2 separate regions of the Mus musculus genome follow, and region 1 is linked to region 2. A link is a contact called in public HiChIP or PLAC-seq data. All regions are on one chromosome and are shown on one strand. Each heading gives the region's core, a stretch centred on a gene start, on an enhancer-like site or on the middle of the called end of the contact. The rest is flanking DNA. Distances are from core to core; before and after follow the strand shown. Region 1 overlaps Kcnab1 (potassium voltage-gated channel, shaker-related subfamily, beta member 1). Region 2 overlaps Kcnab1 (potassium voltage-gated channel, shaker-related subfamily, beta member 1).

Region 1 (3,664 bases), core at 1,027-3,526, 160 kb before region 2:
CTGTTTCTGCTGGTGCCCGCAGAATCCTGCTCCCAGGCATCCCAGAAGCACCTGCCAAATGCTGGCACTGGCAGGAGACCTCCTGTGGTCCCGACATAAGAAACAGAGGAGTCATCTGGCAGCTTGGTCCCTCATAAAAATATCCCACTTGGTGGTGTTCAACGAGAGTCAGCACCACCTATTTCCATCTATTGTGCTGGAACAATTCAGTTGTGCCCAGAGGCTTCAGACTGTTTTAACAGAAAATACTAGTTTCCCAGTTGATCTTGGAAGAGAAGAAAGAATCTATATGTGTATTCAGATATCTCTAAGTTCAGTGTTGCAGTTATTGTGGTCCATAAGAGAATGTCCTAGGACTGAGTAATGTTTGTCATAGGACTAAGGTATAGGGAGACACTACAAAATATTTTTCCTGTTCCTAAGGCTGGGTTGTGGAATGGTGCACTGAAGACATCCTAAGAATATCCTCACTTCCACTTCCCCAGCAGACTCACCAAGATTGAGGAGACTAAAATGTTCTCCTATAACCCACCCAGTACGATGATCAGTGTAAGAAGCAGTTGGGCTGCCAGAGATTGGAGTAGGGAAGTCAATGCAGTTAGCATTTGGTTCATCAGTGAGCCAGATATGGACGCCATTGTTAGCTAGTATTTGATGTAAACCAAAGTTGTTTTATTTGCGTGCACAGCCTCCAAGGAATCATGATGCATGCTAGCTATGGCACATGCTCCAAATGAACAGACATGGGGTAGTACTGGAATCGTCTTCATTACTCCTTGTTTGTCTGTTGTTACGTGTGACCTTAAATATTGGGAGCCTATCTTAGTTACATAGTGGCCATCAATGAATAACGATTCAAATGGTTGTCCCTTACAGTAGGAGTTGCAATCACTATGTTCCTCTCCTCTGCTTTAGCCAATTCGGTATTGAGCAAGATACCTTGGACTGAGAAAATCTCCTGAGAAGAGGGCATGCAGAAAGGAGCAAGGCCGAACAACTTCGACTTTCCTTTCTTGGATTCATTACAAACAACATAGATGTGGATGCTCAAGTCCTCTGATGGTCCTTAAAAATAGGCAGGTCTTTGAAAAGGAATAACCAAAGTAAGAAGAAGCTCCAAGAATATTTGGAGCAATTACTATTGACTGGGTAAGCCTCAGCTCTACTGTAACTGGCCTGGGGGAGGCGGGCAGCTAGCTTGGTGTGTTCATATTCCATGTCTTCTGCCTTTGCTGGTGGAAGCTGGACACCCACGTTCATTCCAGGAGACCAGGGCTCCATATCGATTCTAAAATACACTAGTTATGTTATGTGACATGTGCTTGCTGATCCGGCCTAATAGAACATCAATTATGTGTTCTAACATAACAAGCCATGTTCAGACTGCCAAGTCGATGCTCAGGCCCAAAGGAAATCTCTAAAGTTACTCGTTACCTTCAGCAAGGTCTCTCTGTCGCTTACAGTCTTCAGAATAGGCTCTGAAGTGCCCTCTTAGAAAAGTTGTTAATTTCTTGGCATCATTAAGAAATCACAACTTTCATGAATATCAGTGTAGGGCGGAGGAAGAACATGCCTGCTGATATATGTACAAGAAGAGCAGTCCCTCCTTGCCAATGCCACAGCAATGTTTGAGCACACCCTCTTGCTTCCACCAATGATGCCATGTGAGAGCTAAAAACTTGTTCTGACTTACTTCCCAGCAGCATAGACCTCAGCTGTGTCGAAGAGATTAACTCCACTTTCGTAGGCAATTGTCATCAGCCGTTCAGCAACCTGCAAGAGGATGCAAGGGTCAGTCAGAAATGCCAGGCATTCTTCCTAGCTGGGAAGCAATGTTAAATCCTTTATCCACCGTTCACTCTGAGATCCTATGAACCACTTGTGTTTTTCTCAGCTGTAGTGAGTGACAAGAGAAAGAGAAGTATAAGGCAGGTGATTCTCCTACCCTCAGACACTGGGTAGGCTGTAATCTCACTCTTGGAGGGGTGTGTTTTGTTGCCCACGGAGCACTGAGGGGTTCAGATCTGTGTTTTCCACCCTGCTGGGAAGACCTTGTATGAGAACACCCTCCGTGACATCTAATCTTGCTGACAAAGAGGGTCATCTGTATCAAAGCTGACTCCAACCCTCAAGCCCTTTCTGCAAGTCAATAGCTTCTGGCAGTTGGATGACTCCTGACCTAAAAGCTTGTGACTTTGCTCAAGGCCTGGCCAACTGTGCTGATGAATCACAGGCCAGACAATCATGACTGTTGTTAAAGCTCCTGCCACCCACAGTTCAGTGGAACAATAAGCATCATCTTGGTGCTGCTGCTGAGTCAACACAGGGGAGGGAGCAAGCTCCTCTGGACTCAGGCCGGAATGGGTCAGGGCTCCGTGTTCCATCCTCCTTGCTGCTCAGGGCAAGTAAGAGCGTGCCAGGAGAGGAGAGGGCTACCTGCAACAATCAGCCTAAGGTGGAGCTGTAGGAGGATGCTGGAAAACGGCAGTGGAGGAATCTTTCTCCACTTTGCTGATTAATTTGCTAGATGTTTGAACATTTTTTTTCCACTTCTCACATAATAACAATTGATTTTCCATTATGTTCTTTGGTGGTGGACTAAAGTTGCTTCACCAGCGTTTCTAATATAGACTGTTTCTGGTGTTTTAAAAATTAGCCTCTCAAGACCATGGGTAGGCTAGTGTGCATATCCACTAGCATTACCCACAAGGAAGCAGTTACTGATTTTTAATTTGATAAGATTAAGACATTATTTTAAAGCAAAGTTGAAAAGTAAAGCAAATATAGGTTTCCTCATTCTGACTGTCCTGTTTTAGATGACGGCAAAAAATTATTGTGGTATGTCTTACAGCATATTGGTGGGTTATTTATTAGGAAATGTAACAATTACATCTTAGCTACAGAGAAGTTTTGAAATGGAGTACCTGAGAATAGACACCCTTCCCAGTCACAGGGTCTGAAGACCTTATGTGGAATAATGGGAAAAACATTGAAGTCTAAAGACTGGATTTAGGCCTTGATATAGTTTTAATCTGAAATGTCTTTCAAGTCCCCTGCATTTGGTCCCTGATCTATAGCATCTTTTGGAGATGGAAGACTCCTTAGGAGGTGTGGCCTAGTGGTAGAAAGCTAAGTCACTAGGCTCCTGCCTGTCTTTACTTCCTGGAGCTTGCAGTTCTCCAGCACGAAGAACATTATGGCCATTTTTACCTGCTTGGAGCTGAGAACTCCTGGAAGACCAAGAGAAAGCTGAAAGATCAGGGAAGTAAACTCATTGTTATTGGCTTACAGTTTTAGCCCCCAGAAAAGAGGTGAGATTGAGCCATTCAGTTGTGAGTGTGATTGGGTTTGGCTAGTCGTCCTTGTTCCTCCTTGTGGACAGCTCTGCAGGACCCTTCCCACAGCTGCTCTCCAGAAGGACTCTAGCTGTTGGATGTACGTCTGTGTTAGTGTCTCTGCAAATGTTCATGACAACTTTATTGTGCAATTTTGAGAGCTGGAATTTTGAAATGGCTCATCACAGAGGTCAGTCCTGCATGTCCAGACATGAGATCCCTACAGCAGAGGACAGACAGTATGAAGGGGAGATCAGAGACTTGTGGTGAGTAGGGGTGGAGACTAGATTTGCCCACAAGGCTAGCCACCATTGCCTTTTTCCTTCTAC
Region 2 (3,845 bases), core at 905-3,404:
AGAGGGTCGGGCAGAGACAAGTATGAGGTCCTTCAGCTACATTCTTGGAGTCTCCCCTCTGCCACGAGGCCCTGTGTACTGAGCAGTTCTTCTGACCTTCCATTCTCTGTCTAGATTTCCTTCAGGATCTCCTATGGGGAACTGGAGGCTCAGTTTTGTGGTGGCATCATCTCAGTGTGGTGCTATGAAGTGGGTGGTACTATTATCAGTGAGGCCTGGTACAAAGTAGTTGGGTCATTGAGGCATTGCCCTAGGCCCTAAGAATGGGTTAATGTTATCTGCTGAAGTTGTTTAGTTCTTCAGAGAGTGTTGATATATATATGTATATACTTTATACATGCATGAGTTTTTTTTGCCTACATGTATGTGTATCACGGGCATGACTGGAAGCCGCTGAGGTCAGAAGAGGGCATTGGAGCTTCTAGAATGGGGCTTACAGATGTTTGCGACTCACTTGTAGGGGTTATGGACTGAAACCTGGTTCTCTTTAAGAGCAGGAAGTGCTTTTAGCAGCTGAGCCATCTCTCCAGCTCCTGGAGTGCTTTGTGTGAACTCCACACGATTGTCTTATCTTCACTCAGCCATTTCCCTGTCTAGTGCTGGCTCAGCCAAAGGGATCTCACCAAAGACAGGACAGATGGAGCTGCTGGATCTTGGAATGATGGCCTCCAAAACTGTGCACTAAATAAAGCATTTTATCACTTCCAAAGAAGGTATTCCCATATCTAATATGCTGGAGGGTGGGAGAGCACAGTTTCAAACCTTTCCTAACACACCAAGTGCATAACAAATGCTTCTACCATTCATGTATCCATTCATTTTCCCAAGATGCTGTTAAATTCTGAGAAGTGAGAAATATGTAAACCTTTACCTTGTGTTTGAGGAAAAACTTGTCCTCAAGGGGTTCACAGGTCAGATCAGGGAGCACAAATAGCTTCAACTAAGGATAGACTTAATTACCATCAGTTATTAAGCCAAGGCTTTGCATGTCCCTGGAGCTGGGTCCCAGTGCCTACACCTGGAGTCTACAGAGGACTCTCAGGAGAAGTGTGAAGAAAGACAATGCTATAAATAGGAAATCTGAAGATAGATGTTATTTACCTGATTTACTGGCTCCACCATTAACCATCTGTATGGCCCATGAATGAGTCATTAATATCTTAGGGTTTTTTTTTTCTGTAAAGTATTCCTAAGGCAACAAAGTAGCAGACAGACTGTAGACCTGAGTTGTGTTTTGTTTAGGTTACACAGATGGGGGTTCTCCTTTGCATTTTTATCTAAACTACAACAAAGCAAAGGTATATTAAAATCTAAGAGTATTCACATAAAATGCAGCAGATGCCTTTGTGTGCTTACTGTGTGACACACTATTTTTAGGCTCTGGGGTTATATTAAATAAAAACGATATAAAAATGCCATATAGAGTTGATTAACATTCTTGTAGATTCCTAGATTTTTCTTGAAAAATTGGAAGCTCTGACAGCTTGGGGTCCACATTTCAACAAAGTGACAATGCTGGAAGAGCTGCTTGCTTCAGGCTGGCAGTTGAAACTTTTGTCTATAGGTCATCTGGTCCATGACAGACATTCACATTATCTGCCTGGGCCCTGTGGATATCAGAGTGTGCACTATTCGGACTGGGTGTCTTGTCAATCATCCAGTCCATTTCAGACCCAAGTTCTCAAGATCCTTGATTCTGAAAGTATATGCAAGGCTGGGGATATAGTGCTACCTGGGACTTGCCTTGAATGCACTGATTTTTTTTTTTCAGGGCCTGTGCAATAGATCAGTGAACTAATCAATGAGTGATACAATCAATGCCTGGAAGAACCTGCAACATAAAATAAATGCTGACTATTTTCAGCTGTGTTACAAAACCACTACCTGTGGGTGTATCTGCAAGGGGAACGGCTTCTGCTCTCTCTTTCAGCTCACCATCTCTCAGGGGACCAGATTCTTCCAGAAAACACTGAGCACAGCCTTGAGTTTCCTTGTCTTCCTTCTTTTTCTGCTCTCTGTAACTGCTCTCCCAGTAGCCTTTTCATTCTTCGGATACAGATTAGCTTTGTAAATAACCAGGGCAACCAATGTCTTAGGTATCTTAAATATTTAATTCCCTATGTGAAACATTAGTTGTGCAATCGGAAGGAATTTGCATGTGGTTTTAATGGGATTCTAGAATTTCTTGTTTTTGTGCTGCTGTCTATTACTAGATCCATCATGACTCCCAGAGAATCCCAGAAGGCCCTTGGTGCAGTTGGTGGTTGAAGATATCAGCTCTGATGGGAAGTGGCTTTGTGAAAAATGAGAGGCTAGTAAATACTAAAATGTCGTGTGTGTGTGTGTGTGTGTGTGTGTGTGTATGTGGCTGGGCAAGTCACCTGTCTTGTGGCTGTTGCTTCTCTGTCTTTCTTTTTCTCTTTCTTCCTCTCCCCTTAGGTGAGCCTGCAAGTGACTCATCTTTTTGAGTCATTTCCTTTAAAAGTGGCAAGGTTAATGGCATTGTGATGGTAAAGAAAGAAAACAGAACAGAGAACTGTAGCCACACATACTAATGGATACACACACTCTTAACACCCACAGTGCACACACAGCAATCCATTACTCAAGTGAAAGGCAATTAAAAGGATGTTTTTCCATGTAAAATTTATTTTAATCTAAAGGCTGAGGCATAGTAGCCAAGTTTCGCCTTGGAGCAACATTTCATAACCAAGTTATAAATGCTTGAAAATAGCAAGCCACAATGGAAACCCTGTCACACTCTTAATTATCTTGTCAGCAGATGCAATGTTAAAATGTACATATAAATGTTCCTTTTACAATCCTATGGAAGGACACATGCTCCACTATGTTCATAGCAGCCTTATTTATAATAGCCAGAAGCTGGAAGGAACCCAGATGCCCCTCAACAGAGGAATGGATACAGAAGATGTGGTACATCTACACAATGGAGTACTACTCAGCTATTAAAAAGAATGAATTTATGAAATTCCTGGCCAAATGGATGGACCTGGAGGGCATCATCCTGAGTGAGGTAACACATTCACAAAGGAACTCACACAATATGTACTCACTGATAAGTGGATATTAGCCCAAAACCTAAGATACCCAAGATATAAGATACAATTTCCTAAACACATGAAACTCAAGAAAAATGAAGACTGAAGTGTGAACACTATGCCCCTCCTTAGAAGTGGGAGCAAAACACCCTTGGAAGGAGTTACAGAGACAAAGTTTGGAGTTGAGATAAAAGGATGGACCATGTAGACACTACCATATCCGGGGATCCATCCCATAATCAGCTTCCAAATGCTGACACCATTGCATACACTAGCAAGATTATGCTGAAAGGACCCTGATATAGCTGTCTCTTGTCAGAGTATGCCTGGGCCTAGCAAACATAGAAGTGGATGCTCACAGTCGGCTATTGGATGGATCACATGGCCCCCAATGAAGGAGCTAGAGAAAGTACCAAAGAAGCTAAAGGGATCTGCAACCCTATAGGTGGAACAACATTATGAACTAACCAGTATCCCGGAGCTCTTGACTCTAGCTGCATATGCATCAAAAGATGGCCTAGTCGGCCATCACTGGAAAGAGAGGCCCATTGGACACGCAAACTTTATATGCCCCAGTACAGGGGAACGCCAGGGCCATAAAAGGGGAGTGGGTGGGTAGGGGAGAGGGGGTGGGTGGCTATGGGGGACTTTTGGTATAGCATTGCAGATGTAAATGAGCGAAATACCTAATAAAAAATGGAAAAAAAAAAAAAAAAAAAAAAAAAAAAAAAAAAAGAATTAACTTCTAACATCTGACCTACCTTTTGCAAACTCTGAGAGGAATAA

The links. HiChIP or PLAC-seq counts read pairs in DNA pulled down with a chosen protein or histone mark.
Region 1: a contact with region 2 is called in a CTCF HiChIP or PLAC-seq map of the NIH/3T3 cell line, with 10 read pairs. The contact joins two enhancer-like sites. A contact is called at or near these places in 1 of 15 datasets of contacts at CTCF or cohesin (the NIH/3T3 cell line), 1 of 484 Hi-C or Micro-C datasets (embryonic fibroblasts), 1 of 115 datasets of contacts at active chromatin or transcription factors (pancreatic cancer cells) and 3 of 9 other capture datasets (adipose tissue, embryonic stem cells and liver).

What each region holds. Positions count from the first base shown.
Region 1 is chr3:65,295,778-65,299,441 of GRCm38.p6, reverse strand. Kcnab1 (potassium voltage-gated channel, shaker-related subfamily, beta member 1) reads right to left here. Exons shown (of 14, transcript NM_010597.5): 4 at 1,694-1,773. It overlaps A330015K06Rik (RIKEN cDNA A330015K06 gene), which reads left to right. Exons shown (of 5, transcript NR_126080.1): 2 at 916-1,149. Among named protein-coding and RNA genes, the nearest start is that of A330015K06Rik, 5.1 kb to the left of the region's middle. Within about 2 kb of position 2,276, at least 43 of the 459 cell types and tissues checked have an H3K27ac peak or open chromatin away from gene starts, as enhancers often do. A contact at or near this core is called in the NIH/3T3 cell line and pancreatic cancer cells, where this site is marked.
Region 2 is chr3:65,137,265-65,141,109 of GRCm38.p6, reverse strand. All of the region lies in intron 1 of Kcnab1 (potassium voltage-gated channel, shaker-related subfamily, beta member 1), which reads right to left. All of the region lies in intron 3 of A330015K06Rik (RIKEN cDNA A330015K06 gene), which reads left to right. Among named protein-coding and RNA genes, the nearest start is that of Kcnab1, 30 kb to the right of the region's middle. Within about 2 kb of position 2,154, at least 31 of the 459 cell types and tissues checked have an H3K27ac peak or open chromatin away from gene starts, as enhancers often do. A contact at or near this core is called in the NIH/3T3 cell line and pancreatic cancer cells, where this site is marked.